Regions from separate parts of the Mus musculus genome. Here regions 2, 3 and 4 are each linked to region 1. Evidence: chromatin contacts called from public Hi-C data. All regions are on one chromosome and are shown on one strand. The core of a region is the stretch at or near the end of the contact, and the rest is flanking DNA. Distances in the headings are between cores, read along the strand shown.

Region 1 (3,042 bases), core at 334-2,833:
GCCAGTTACCCTCGAGAGTCTAGATGTGGGTGCTGCGAGTGAATGCTTGCAAGCAGAGTCTGAGAAGGCGTGACTGTGGGGCCCCTTCTCCATTTACCTCACATTTTGGTCCTGTAGAATTGGAGTCATCAGATGTGAATGGGGCAGAACCTACTAGGTAAATGGGCCACAAACTTCCTTCAAAGTAACAAAATCAAACTCCATGTCTTCTTTTTAAAACTCTGGACAAGGGCTGGAGACATGGCTTATCGGCTAAAGAGCATTGGCTGCTGTTCCCAGAGGACAAAGGTTCAATTCCCACACCCACGTGGGAACTCACAGCTGCCTATAACAATAGTTCCATTGGACCCAGCACCCTGGCACAAATATACATGCATGCAAAACACTAACACACATAAAATAAAAATAAATCATTAAAAAAATTAAAAATCCTGGACACAAGTGATGCTTGGTGTGAAAACTTGGAGAGACTGGGATGAGGAAGTTGTCTTGGGGGATGAACTAGTTCACATAGTGACAGGGCACAGGTGATACAGACGGGGCTATGCATTTGTCAAACTCAGCAGAAGGGCAGCCACTCAACTCATGGTGCAATGCTACTGAAGTTTTTACATTTTACTGTGTGTGAACTCAAAAGTGGCCTGGAGTGACAGAGCAGAGCCTAGAAGGCAAGTTCTTTGCATGAACAGTGGCAGGACCCAGGAGCCTGGGAGTTGGAGAAGATGAAGGGAAATGGGTCCTACTGCCCCCAGTGACAGAACGAAGGGGGATGCTTGCCAGTCATTCCTCACCCTGCATGGAAGGACAGATGCAGGATGAGCTTGGACAATGCTCTGAGGCTTCAGGGACACTTTCACTTCTAAGAGCTCAGGGCTTTCTGATCCAGTCAGCTTTCTCCAGCAAGGCCAGCAGAGCAGGGCTGACTGGAAGGAAGGATAGAGACCTAGCTTTCAATGCTCACCGAGGACTGACTCCCACTAAAACAAGGAACCCTCAACTCTAAATGCCAAGTGGGAGGCCCGTACATTGTGCCGCCATCTTGAGAGGTATGTCAAGGGCAGGTCCAGACCTGAGGCTCACAGTGCGCATGACAAGCTCCTGGGGCTTTTCTCGTTAACATTATTCTCAAGCTTTCATCCCCAGCAAAAGCTTTGCATAGCTTTGGTGTTCCCACCTCATCATCCTTTTCAGGATAGGAAGACACACAGAGCATGCCTGACGCCTCTCGCACTTCCCTGCCTCAGGACAGGAAGATGGCAGAGGAAAGAAGTCAAGTTGCTGTGTAGATTAAATGCACATGAAAACCCTGATGCACAGTTTGGCCAATTGGATAACCCAGACGGCTGAAGGAGAAGTGGCCACGGCACCAAAGGGGGTTTTGGGAAAGGGCTTGAGTATATGAAAAAATTTTCTACCAGAGCAAAGATTTACTTCTCACTACAAATGCAACAAGTATCCACTAAAGAGAACGACAAAATACTTATAATAAACATGAGATTTTATCATTAAGCACAACCCACTGGCAGCCTGCCTCCTAGCCATGTGTTGATAGGTCTGTTATTTCACAAGTGCTTCCTGACAAAATGCCCAGAACACCCTGACTGAAGGGCCGCATGTGTTACTTCACCAGCTCTAGCTTTCAGGAGGTTTCCCATTTTTCTCTTTTATCTGAAGGACAGTGCTCTGCACTTTGCTAGCTTCTGGTGATTTTACGTTTAGAGCAAGTAGAGAAGTTTACTCCAAAGCGCAATGATTCTGGACGTATGAGTCCCCTGACACACTTGGTGCTTACAGGGCTGCCTCTCAAGTACTGGGCTCAGAGGTGCCAGAAGTCCTTCCTGATGTTGCTGGCAGCAGTAACCAAGCTTTCCCTGACGATCAGGTTTATCTTTATGCTGTGAACACAGTGATCCATGGAAGTCAGCACAGTGGAAGATGGGTGACAGCCAGGGGGAGGACCAGCATCCACAGATCACCATGTCATTCCTGTCTGCCAACACAAGGAGATCAGCAGTCTCAAGCTCCCACCAGAGCTAGCCGAGCTCTCAATGCCACGCCTCCTCTGCTATGATGGACACCATAGTCAGGGAGCCAAACACCCCTTCTTCCGATGAAGCATCTTGTTAGAACAACAGGAAAAGAAAGTAATGAGGAAAGCATCACGAGACCCGGAGAGAGGTGGGCCGAAGGCACCCACCCAGGAAGGGCTGCACTGAAGGGCACTAGGGACGCCTTCTGGGGAGAACTATGCAGAACTCAGCATGAGAGCAGCCTCGTTCAGCAACAGGAAAGCTCTGCACTGAGCTAAGGCTTTGGAAGACCATGGAGGCCCACTGCAGGATTTTAAATGGGATTTAAATGAAACAGTCAGATCTATGGTTTACGAGGACCAGTCAGGTAGTTGCACAAAGAATAGACTGATAAAGGCTTTTTTAAAAAAGAGAAAGAAAGAAAAGAGCTAGGTAGGGGTGTGTGGCTCAGTAGCAGATAACTTCTCTAGCCTTCATGGGCCTTGAGGTCCATCCTTAGCACTGACAAAGGAAAAAAAAAAACCTAACCAAACCAAACAAAGCAAACAAACCAGGGCAGTGCTATCTCTCTGGCCCTTCACTTTACTTTAATGATGCAAAACCAGAAGCAATGAAACGATAGTGAGGTTTGCTGTTTAGGACACAACGGGCAGCCAGGGACCACCAGGCTGTCAGCTGAGAGCACTAAGAATTCCTCCCTTCTGCTCAGAGGGTCGCAGGTTAACTGGAGGACTAGTAAATGACTTAGAATACAGCCAGGCCTCTCATGAACTTAAATGCTTCCTGGAAAATGCTGCAGCAGCCATGCGGACTGCATGCATGTGTGCGCACTCTGGCCTTCTTCATCGGCTTTGGTAGATTGCAACACCCAGAGGGGATCTAGTCATTTGTTTATTCAGAGTAGAGCTACTCATAACATGGAGAAAAATGAGTCCAAGGAAAATAATTATAGTGGTGAACGGACGGTCACATGATGGTCTTCCACATAGCTTTCTGAAGAATGCAATGGGGC
Region 2 (3,042 bases), core at 265-2,764, 240 kb after region 1:
CTGCCTCTGCTCAAAGGTTGTCTTCCCAGGGAGAACTTCCTTCACACCTCGTGCCAAACTATAATCTGCCCAGAGCTTTCTGTCCGGCCATGATCTGTTTTTCCTTGCCTCTGGCCCCCGAGACCCCAGGTCACTGACGGTATTAGCTTACCGTCCTGATCAAGTGTGATATCTGCAGGACTTTTTTTTTCCTTGTTCCCTGATATTTTCTTCTGCTTGATTCTTTTTCTTTTCTTTTCTTTTTCTTTTTTATTTTTGAGACAGGGTTTCTCTGTGTAGCCCTGGCTGTCCTGAAACTCACTCTGTAGACCAGGCTGGCTTTGAACTCAGAAATCTGCCTGTCTTTGTCTCCTAAGTGCTGGAATTAAAGGCATGCACCACCACTGCCCTGCACTTGCCTGATTTTTATATATTATATCTTATATATTTGATAAATTCTCCAGATATCTTCTCCAGTGAATGGATGAATGAATAAATGAATGAAAATCCTACTGTTCCAGAGCTGTTCCGTTCTTATGAAGTCAAGCTGACCTGACACTTGTGTCATGTGAGTGCAGTTGCCCTCATAGACCAGAAGAGAGCGCTGGATCCCCTGGAGTGACAGGTGGCTGTGAGCCATTGGACGTGGGTCCTGGGAACCCAACTCAGGTACTTTCCCTTATTATCCCCAACACCTGTTCAGGCAAACACTTAAATGTTATTCTGAGCATCTCATGTAAATGAAAACCTACAGTATACGTGGCTGTCTTCTTTGACTTAGCATAGCATTTAATGGCTCACCCACGATATGGAGTATATTGATATTTCACCTTTTCTACAGCCCAATATTATTCCACCGAGTAGACACACATCATGCCGTTCTCTGGTCGCCAGCAGAGCCGCCGTTGCTAGTTAGGGGCTATCCCGAATGCTGCAGCTGTGGGCACTGCTGTACTTGGTCACATCATTTGTTTGGGGTGTCACCTGGAGTTGCTGAGTCATGTGGTGACTGTGTGGAAATTTTGGAGGGACTGCCTGCTGCGCTTTCTTCCTGGCTTTGTGGATTCACACCCAGCATTGTCTTTCCTCGAGTTATGCCGAGCTTCTTCGGTCCATGCTACCTGACCTCCTCTGCATGGCATACCTGGGAGGCTCCTGTGCCTCCTGAGGGGCACCCTCTATGGCCAACACCTCAGTCACAAGGAAGGGAGTTTCAATATCCCAGGGCTCAGGTTACACGGGCAGCAACTACAATGAAGCCTCGAGTGAGAACCCTCAGCTCCTCCCTTCTGTTCGTGCTCCATCTGCTACCTGAGTGCTCCCTAAAGCAAATCTATTTTGCTTTAGGGATACCTACAAGTCTAGTAAGCCTACCGACACTGCCCATGACCTCTCTATGGGCTCACCATGCTGAGCGTCACAAGCTAACCCACCAGAGGCCATCCGCTTGGCTAAACCTCCCTGCCTTGGGTTAGGCCACTCCCTCCTCAAATGTGATTTCCTCCCTTTCCTAGTCAGGAAGAACAGCCTGACTGGCTTTCCTCTTGTGCTGGCCTGGGTCCAGCCCTCACCACCCTCATCTGGGAGTGCCTCTTGGCTTGAACTGGCTTAGCGTTCACCTTTGAATCTGAGTGATAGCCATGTGTGGAATTTCAAATGTGGTAAAAGCAAAAATAAAGTCCCAAGCTTGGAAAGAGCGTTCTTTATATGTTAATTTCCCCCACATCTGGGTTTCACATATGTACAGTAGCAAAGCCATGTAGGAGACAGTATAAGATAGAGAAGCCTCCAAGACCTGAATTCCATTCCCGCTGTCCCCTTGGTGAGCTTGGTCATGAGGGCTACCATCTCCCCTCCGAGGCCTCGGTGCTCGTCGATACGAGGGGGTGTTGTATTCCTTTCCAATTCACTCAACAGACTCTTGCCAGGACCTGTTCAGGCGAGGAAAGGCCAACAAGACAGGAAGTGACTTATATCCAGCAGGGAGGGCCACAGATAAGCAGGCAGGTGACCATAAAAGAGTGGTAAAGCGTGTTCTGAAAGATGGGGCTAGCAAGGAGAGTACGTTTTCCCTCCATCGGGAGTTTTCAAGCCAGTACTGAGCATCCAGTGGTAACTACCCCAGCAAATGGGGCCAAGCAGAAAAGGGTCCAGGAAGAAAAGCCTGCAACCTAGGAACAAGGGACATCCCGGAGACGGAAGGATGGTGTGAATACCACGGACAATCGCTGAAGCTCTTAGGGCTTCCCTTCCATGTCAACCTCAGTTCATGTGCTGAGAGATCCAAATGCCTACTGAAGAGTTACGTGCTGGGTGTGGACCTGTGATCCCAATACTGTGGAGGCTAAGGCAGGACGGTTGAGAACGGAACTCCAGCCCGTGCATTTGGTGACAGCTCATCTCAAAACAAAACCTACCCCCTAAAAACAAACAAAAAACAAGAGACACAAATAATGGAGCTAGAGAGGAGGCTCAGCAGTTAAGAGCATTTGCTGTTCTTACAGAGAACCTGGGCTTGGTTTCCAGCACCCACATCAGATAGGTCCCAATGCTCTCCCCAGTTTCAGGGGATCCAAGACCCTCTTCTGGCCTCGGGTATCTGCACACATGTGCACACACAAGCAGGCAGATATATACTGATTTTCCAGGACAAAGACTACATCAGGGGTTCATAAATTCTCCAGAAGGTTCTGCAACACACTAACCAACCCTTGTGGCGTGTTCTGAAGTCTGAGACGTCGCTGTAAGTAGAAACAGTAATACAACTATTATAAAACTCCCAAAGGCAACACACCTCAGACCACTCAACTCAGAATCTGTGAACTGCCATAAGTCATTGAAGTTGTCCCAGGTGACTTCAACGTTAAGCCTGCTCCTCACCCTTGTTTCTAATGAGAACTGGATACCCACCCCCACCCGACTCCACTCCACCCTACTCATGTCCAGTCTAAATGACTTTGTGATCTCTGTCTCCACCTGCTGGCCATTATACCAAACTGCAGGAGTTCAACTGTGCTATCTGTAGATCCAAGACCTTGCAACTTTTTAAAAAAGTTTGCTAAA
Region 3 (3,042 bases), core at 169-2,668, 210 kb after region 1:
GAGTAAGATTTTATTGTTAAAGTGGAAAGAGAGACATGGACCAAAGAAGTAAAGATTAAAATAAGTAGAGGCTGGAAGGAAGGCTCAGTGGTTAAGCGCAATGGATGCTCTTCCAGAGGACCCAAGTTTGATTCCCAGCTCCCATATGTTGGCTCACAAAGATCTTTAACTGTAGTCCTACCCTCTTTGGGCAACCTTGGGAACCAGGCACAGATATGGTGTTCAGATATACATGTAGGCAAAGCAAAGCTCTCATACGTGTTAAATCAATCAATCAATCAATCAGTCAATCAATCAATCTTTTTTTAAAAAAATATTAAAATGGATTCCACTAATGGAGACAATTCTAATCGGATGAAACCTGACATTTCTGAGCTCACACTTAGTGTCAGACTCTATGCTGGGATAGAAAAGATAAACAACTTCTTCCCTAAGCTCAGTCTAGCTGGGGACAACTAGAAGTGATGTGTCATGAGAGGGCAAGCAGTGCCTGGAGGCTGGGGGTGGCACACAGGGAGGAAGCCAGGGATGGCTTTCTGAAGATGGTGAGACCTTTGCTTCATCCTGAAGGATGAGTGAGAAGTCAGAAGAAATAGCACGTACCAGGCCGGCGTGACAGCTCAGCTCGTGACAAAGGCATGGAACAGGGCCCAGTCTGCTCACAGTCTTCTTTTGTTACGGATGAGGAGTTTGAAGCTCCAAAAAGGTAAGGAGACTGCCCCAGGGGTCGCCCTGCTAATTGGTAGCAGAACTGGAATCTGTCCTAAAGACTCATTCACACACACACACACACACACACCCCTCAGAAGGCCCCCCAGTGCCTTAGGTTTGCTCCAGAAGGGCTAGAGACTGCATGGTGTTGAGGTTTCAGAAGACTTTGAGGAGGTACTGCCTGTGGGTGTGGGTGCTGGATCTGTCTCTGGCCTGTGCCAGGCTGGAGCAGAGCCAGGAACCCGGGCAATTTTCAAGACTGAGCTGCCTGGCTCACCCCAAGGAAGCCTCTGCCTCCAGCCACCTCACCGACGCTGGGTTTAATCATTAACTCCAGGTTCACAGGGCTGAAGCTGGAGTGCACAGGGTCTGGGGAGCAGCCTGGGTCTCCAAGGAGCCAGGAGAAAGATGGCTCAGGAGGAGAAGAAGGGGGCAAAGTTTAGAATGCGCTTGCTCATCCCTGAATGGATACACCCTGAGCACAGGGACAAGGTTCTGATTGTGACTGTCGATTTTGCTGGAGTTTAAACAGTGGTTTTTGTAAGCTTGATTTCAGGGCATCCATTCAATGTTCATTGAACGTTGTACTTCTGTCTGCTGCAGCCTTCATCCTGTGGGATAAGAATTTACTTCTATGAGCATTAAATGTAGCTCATAGAGAGCAGGACTCTTTCTTCCCATCAGCCTCAGTGCCTGGCACAGCCTGGAATATGATCAATGCTGATTAAATATTTGCTGAGTGAATGAAACCCAACTCTGCCTAAAAGTATTTTTAAATGTCCCCTTTAGAAAAGAAATGGGCACTAATTTTTTACTATTACTATTATTATTATTACTATTATTATTATTGAGACAAAGTCTGACTCTGTAGCCCAGGCTGCCTTGGAGCCCTTAGCAACTTACCTGCTTCAGCTCTCCAAGACTGGGGTTACACAGATGAAACATCATACTAACTTGTTTTTATTTTTATTTTTTTGAGGCAGAGTATCACTACATTGCCCAGGTTACAGTCAAACCTGCTACTCTCCTGCTTCAGTTTCTTCAGTGTTGGGACTACACGTTTGCACCATCAAGCCAAACGGCTGATTTTATTTAAAAAAAAACAAAAACAAAAACAAAAACAAAACTTCAATAGAGCAGGACATGGTGGATCATTCTTTTTATCCTAACACTCAGGAGACAAAGGCAGGTGGAGCTCTGTGAGTTCAAGGCCAGTCTCGTCTACATAGAGAGTCCCAGGCCAGCCAGGGGCACAGTGAGACCCTGCCAAACAAACAAACAAACAAACCAGCAGCAATAGTAAAAAGTTCAGTGGAGGTTTGCACTTGTATAGTAGCCGAGTCTAGGTGAAGTCCCCTGGTCTCAAGCAGGTGGCAGTCTTCTCCCCTTTGTCCCTAACGTCTGAGAAAAGACAGAGTATGGCTGAAACTGCTTAAGCGTTCTCCAGACACGGGTGTTATTCAAGCACGAGGCCACATTTGACTGCGGAAAAGAAAGCCCCATGGGGCAATAAAGGTAACTGCCCCTTGTCATTTCTGGGATCTTGCAATGGGAAAGACTGTTAGCAGAAATACTGCTCTGACCTGGGAGTGCAATCGCTTAAAAGGTATTTGTGTATTCTGCCAAAGCAAAAGTCCAAAACCAGACAAACAAACACCACCTTCCGTTTGAGAAGTAAGATGCAGGTGGCAACAAGACTTCTATCTCAGGCTGATTCACCTACTTCCTGGTGGGTAGATACGGCCACATCTTCTTCACATGGTATTTGTGAGGACTTAATGGCTGAATGGCATGGGAAACCCTTGGCAGCTAGAAGATGCTCACACACAGTGCAGATGCCTTCTGTCTCTTGAAAGTAAGATCATCTCCTAGAACCAGGTATGGAGATATAGTCCGCTCCCGGAAGCCATGTGAACGTGGGCATCAGGTCAGAGTTGAGGCTCGCTCTGCTGATGGGGCCTCAAATGTAAACATTTGTTGGTATTGTGTGGCTGTAGGGGATGCTGGGGGAAGAAATTCCCTTTGCAGGAATAGCCACTGTCCTGGAAGAGCCAGAATACCTTGTTGGACCTGGGCCAAGAAAGCTGACTCTCCTCCCCCAGCCAAATCTGTCTCAGGCTGTGGAGGAAACTGGCCAATGTCAGGGAGCCTCCATTGGTGCTGCCTCTGGGTGGTTTACCTTAGCAGGGTGGTGACATATATAGTGTGACCAATTTGCCTTCACCCCATTTTACCACTGGAACGTCCTCAGAGTTCTGAAAGTCTTTTAAGGTTCTAGCTCTCTACCGTAGTCACCATCAGGAGGTAAATCTGTTCAGAAAGGACCCCCGG
Region 4 (3,042 bases), core at 226-2,725, 150 kb after region 1:
CCCATGAAGGAGGCCAGCTCAGGTCTCCTGAAACTGGAGTTGTCCAGACCAGGGTTCCCCTCAAGACCTACACGTTGTTTTTCTTCCAAGGAACTGGAGACTTGGTCACCTGTGACTCACCTCTCCTGTGTTGCCTACACAGCTCACACGTCAAGGTCTAAAATGGCAAATCCTCCCTCCACCATCCAGCCCCCACCAGCCACGGTCACAGGTGGGGGTCAGACACCTTCCGGGAATGTGTGCAGTTCCGCCTTCGGCGTGGAAGTCAGGAACCCTCAGCTCCTCCCTCCCATGAAACAGAGCATGACCCAGAGAAGAAAGTTTTCCATTTCCTACCCTCACGGTTGGTGTCGTAATCTTCTTGTTGTCTCAAAAGCCCTCTCCCATGCCCTTGTGTTGCCAAAGCCATGAATTGGAGTCTAGGATGGAGGTGGGAGGGGCTAAAGAGGGGTTCAGAGAGACTCGGGGTGACAGGAATCACAATGTCCTATATACATGTGTGAAACTGTCAAAGGACAAATTTGATAAAAGTTAGCTCTCTCTCTGTGTGTGTTTGTGAGAGAGAGAGAGAGAGAGAGAGAGAGACTCAGAACTTTGAACACTCAGATGAGCCTTACTGAGTAGGATAAGGGTTCATCTGGTTGTGGGGCTGTGGTTAGAGGCACAGAAAACTTCAGCAAAAATTGTCATTGACACTGAAGGGACACCACAGCCATTCATGAAATAGTCACTGTACTGGGTGCTTCGTATATGCTATCACACTTCCCCAACAACCCTATTGAGGCTACTCCCATTTTATAGATGAGGAAAGAGAATCAAATAATAATTTGCCCGAGGCTGTACCACTCTGAGGTGCCAGAGCTGAGATTTGAGAGTTGGTAACTGAGCCTTTGAAGTCACTGTTTCTTACTCCAGCCACCACCCCACCCAGCGCACCTGCCCTTAGGTCCTCCCTCCCAGTTCAGAAGTCCCATCTCCTGCCATCCTCTACATCCTGACGCTGTCCTCATCAGGACCAAGGGAGTCAGGAAAGGAGTCGGGGGATTGTTTCAGAGTGAGGTGCTTTCTGGGTTAAAAAAAAAAAAAGGTCTGGTTTTGGAGGCCTTGGAACGGGAAGGATGAATGAACATTTTATCAACACAAATGTCATTGGCAGCCCCAAAACAAACAGCGTCCCACCCGGCTTGCTCCTTTATGAGGCATTCAATCAATAAAATGGGAGCAGGGCTCTGTCAGATTTATTGGCTGGGTTCAAACTGAACACCTCTTCTACCCGCCAAAGGCTGGGTCACCAGCCTACCTTTTGGTTCCTGCTCTGGACAGCCCCCATTTTCCCCGGTGGGGCTACAATGGTTCATTGTTTAAGGCAGGCCTTGTGAGAAGTTGTGTTTGTCTTGCCTCTTATCTTATCAGCTCCAGTGGCCCAGGAGTACTCACCATTTTACTGTCAGGTGAGAGGAGACTGTGGCCTGGGTCCAGGCTGGCTGGGGAGACTTGCTGTAAAACCGACTGGCTGGTCACCATGGCACTGTTACCATGGTGACTGATTGTCGAAGAGGAAGTGACCTCATTGTTTCCCGGCTGGTTGTAGCGCACTCCTGAAAAACAACATGAACCCAATAGGAAAATTAGTGTCACCAGGGCTCCTCGACACTGACTCAGTGCCTCCTGTTTTCAATGGTGGGTGACAAGAAAACAACATTGTTTTCTCCTCCATGTCCACTTGAAAGAACGATCAGCCATCTTCCCTGGGGTGAGGGTGGCGTGGTCTCTACTTTAATTGTAGAATATAAGATTATATATAAATATCATATACAAATCTGTTTTGCCTTTTTGGTTGGGAGCCTTAACCTGTACTAGCTAAGTCACCTCTCCGGCCCCGTGTAAGAGACTTTGGTCTATTTTGGTTTGTTCTTTGTTGTATTGCCAGGGTTTTGGCACTTGATAGTCATTCAGCCAACTTCTATTGAAGGACGGAGGGACGGAAAGGATGGATGGGAAGCAGGAGAAAGAGTTGAACCTTCTGAAGGCATGGGTCTCTCTGAAGGCAGAGGCAGACCAACCCACAAGGGTGAGGCAGATTTCCAATCAGGATAAGGAAGAATTTTCTAGCAAGAAGGGGCAATGGACAGACTTTGGGATTTATAAATGAACAGGGTCCAAGTCCTTCCTTGACTCTGCACCTCTGCCTTCTCCCATGAAACAGAGAGAGTACTGCCTCTCTGGGGCTTCAAGGATTGGAGGCAACCTCTCTCCAGCTCCCAGCATTATGCCAAATACCCCAGGACTGTGAGTGAAGATGCTCGGCAGGGTGAGCTGGTAGTAGGGTAGACCTCAACACATGGATATGAAGATTCTCAAATTCTAGGACTCCCAAAGTCAGACTCTTAACACGGATGGAATGTTCTGGGAGAGAGCAATTTCTAGAAGCTCCTGCTCTGGCAGACTGAGTGCTGCATTGCCCAGGAAGAAGCCCAGGCCTGGCTGCCGCCCTGCTGCTCTTTCCTTTGGAAGTATCTGGACTTCACTCTGATTTCACCTGCATGTTTTGACTCCCCGACCAGCTATTTACCTTCCCAAGATACCCTGCTCCCGAGAGAGCAGTGATAACACTGGGAGTCAGGTGTGTGCTCACCTCCCAGCCTGTCCTCACCATCGATTCGGTCTCAAGTCAAACAGTCTCTGGACTTAGCCTATTTAATTTGGCTGAAGGAAAAGAACCAGCCCTCTGATGATCAAATATAGGTCACAGGGAGGCTTCTCCCCTACCACAGGCTACACAATTATTTATTTTAAAATAATTAACTAAGGATACCCATGGGAAACAAAAGCCTTCCCAAGGTGGTATGGTAAGAGTCCAGAGTCTCTCCTAAGAAGCTAGGCGGCAGAACCCATTTGTTGTGTCCTAGCATTTGTACCAAGCACAGATGGGTCTCAGAAACTTCTCCTTTATGATTTCTGGCTGGGAGCTGGAGGATCCCTGTTTTGATCACAGTTTTGCATTCTAGTACTGGGTGAGTTCCAGTTTCCTTATGTAGAAGC

What was found. A called contact is a pair of places that touch in the nucleus more often than the background predicts.
Region 2: a contact with region 1 is called in a Hi-C map of uterus, with 4 times the contacts expected there. The contact joins two enhancer-like sites. A contact is called at or near these places in 2 of 39 promoter capture datasets (the C10 cell line and embryonic stem cells), 6 of 15 datasets of contacts at CTCF or cohesin (the NIH/3T3 cell line, embryonic stem cells, large pre-B cells and 2 more), 68 of 484 Hi-C or Micro-C datasets (3T3-L1-derived adipocytes, the AML12 cell line, B cells and 39 more), 13 of 115 datasets of contacts at active chromatin or transcription factors (the HPC-7 cell line, the NIH/3T3 cell line, astrocytes and 6 more) and 4 of 9 other capture datasets (adipose tissue, embryonic stem cells, liver and 1 more).
Region 3: a contact with region 1 is called in a Hi-C map of liver, with 2.3 times the contacts expected there. The contact joins two enhancer-like sites. A contact is called at or near these places in 3 of 15 datasets of contacts at CTCF or cohesin (the NIH/3T3 cell line and embryonic stem cells), 23 of 484 Hi-C or Micro-C datasets (B cells, the C2C12 cell line, the F1.1 cell line and 13 more), 11 of 115 datasets of contacts at active chromatin or transcription factors (the HPC-7 cell line, the NIH/3T3 cell line, differentiating embryonic stem cells and 5 more) and 2 of 9 other capture datasets (adipose tissue and liver).
Region 4: a contact with region 1 is called in a Hi-C map of liver, with 5 times the contacts expected there. The contact joins two enhancer-like sites. A contact is called at or near these places in 2 of 484 Hi-C or Micro-C datasets (both in liver), 2 of 115 datasets of contacts at active chromatin or transcription factors (embryonic stem cells and pancreatic cancer cells) and 2 of 9 other capture datasets (adipose tissue and liver).

What each region holds. Positions count from the first base shown.
Region 1 is chr11:84,027,357-84,030,398 of GRCm38.p6, reverse strand. All of the region lies in intron 18 of Synrg (synergin, gamma), which reads right to left. Among named protein-coding and RNA genes, the nearest start is that of Dusp14, 39 kb to the left of the region's middle. Within about 2 kb of position 1,583, at least 23 of the 459 cell types and tissues checked have an H3K27ac peak or open chromatin away from gene starts, as enhancers often do. A contact at or near this core is called in adipose tissue, liver and uterus, where this site is marked.
Region 2 is chr11:83,785,468-83,788,509 of GRCm38.p6, reverse strand. No RefSeq gene overlaps it. Among named protein-coding and RNA genes, the nearest start is that of Gm38934, 24 kb to the left of the region's middle. Within about 2 kb of position 1,514, at least 30 of the 459 cell types and tissues checked have an H3K27ac peak or open chromatin away from gene starts, as enhancers often do. A contact at or near this core is called in adipose tissue and uterus, where this site is marked.
Region 3 is chr11:83,817,972-83,821,013 of GRCm38.p6, reverse strand. It overlaps Gm12576 (a long non-coding RNA gene), which reads left to right. Exons shown (of 4, transcript XR_388929.3): 3 at 571-706. Among named protein-coding and RNA genes, the nearest start is that of Gm38934, 8.5 kb to the right of the region's middle. Within about 2 kb of position 1,418, at least 39 of the 459 cell types and tissues checked have an H3K27ac peak or open chromatin away from gene starts, as enhancers often do. A contact at or near this core is called in liver, where this site is marked.
Region 4 is chr11:83,881,209-83,884,250 of GRCm38.p6, reverse strand. Hnf1b (HNF1 homeobox B) reads right to left here. Exons shown (of 9, transcript NM_009330.3): 5 at 1,438-1,598. Gm51869 (a long non-coding RNA gene) reads left to right here. Exons shown (of 3, transcript XR_003949580.1): 2 at 143-343; 3 at 1,414-1,497. Among named protein-coding and RNA genes, the nearest start is that of Gm51869, 9.8 kb to the left of the region's middle. Within about 2 kb of position 1,475, at least 51 of the 459 cell types and tissues checked have an H3K27ac peak or open chromatin away from gene starts, as enhancers often do. A contact at or near this core is called in liver, where this site is marked.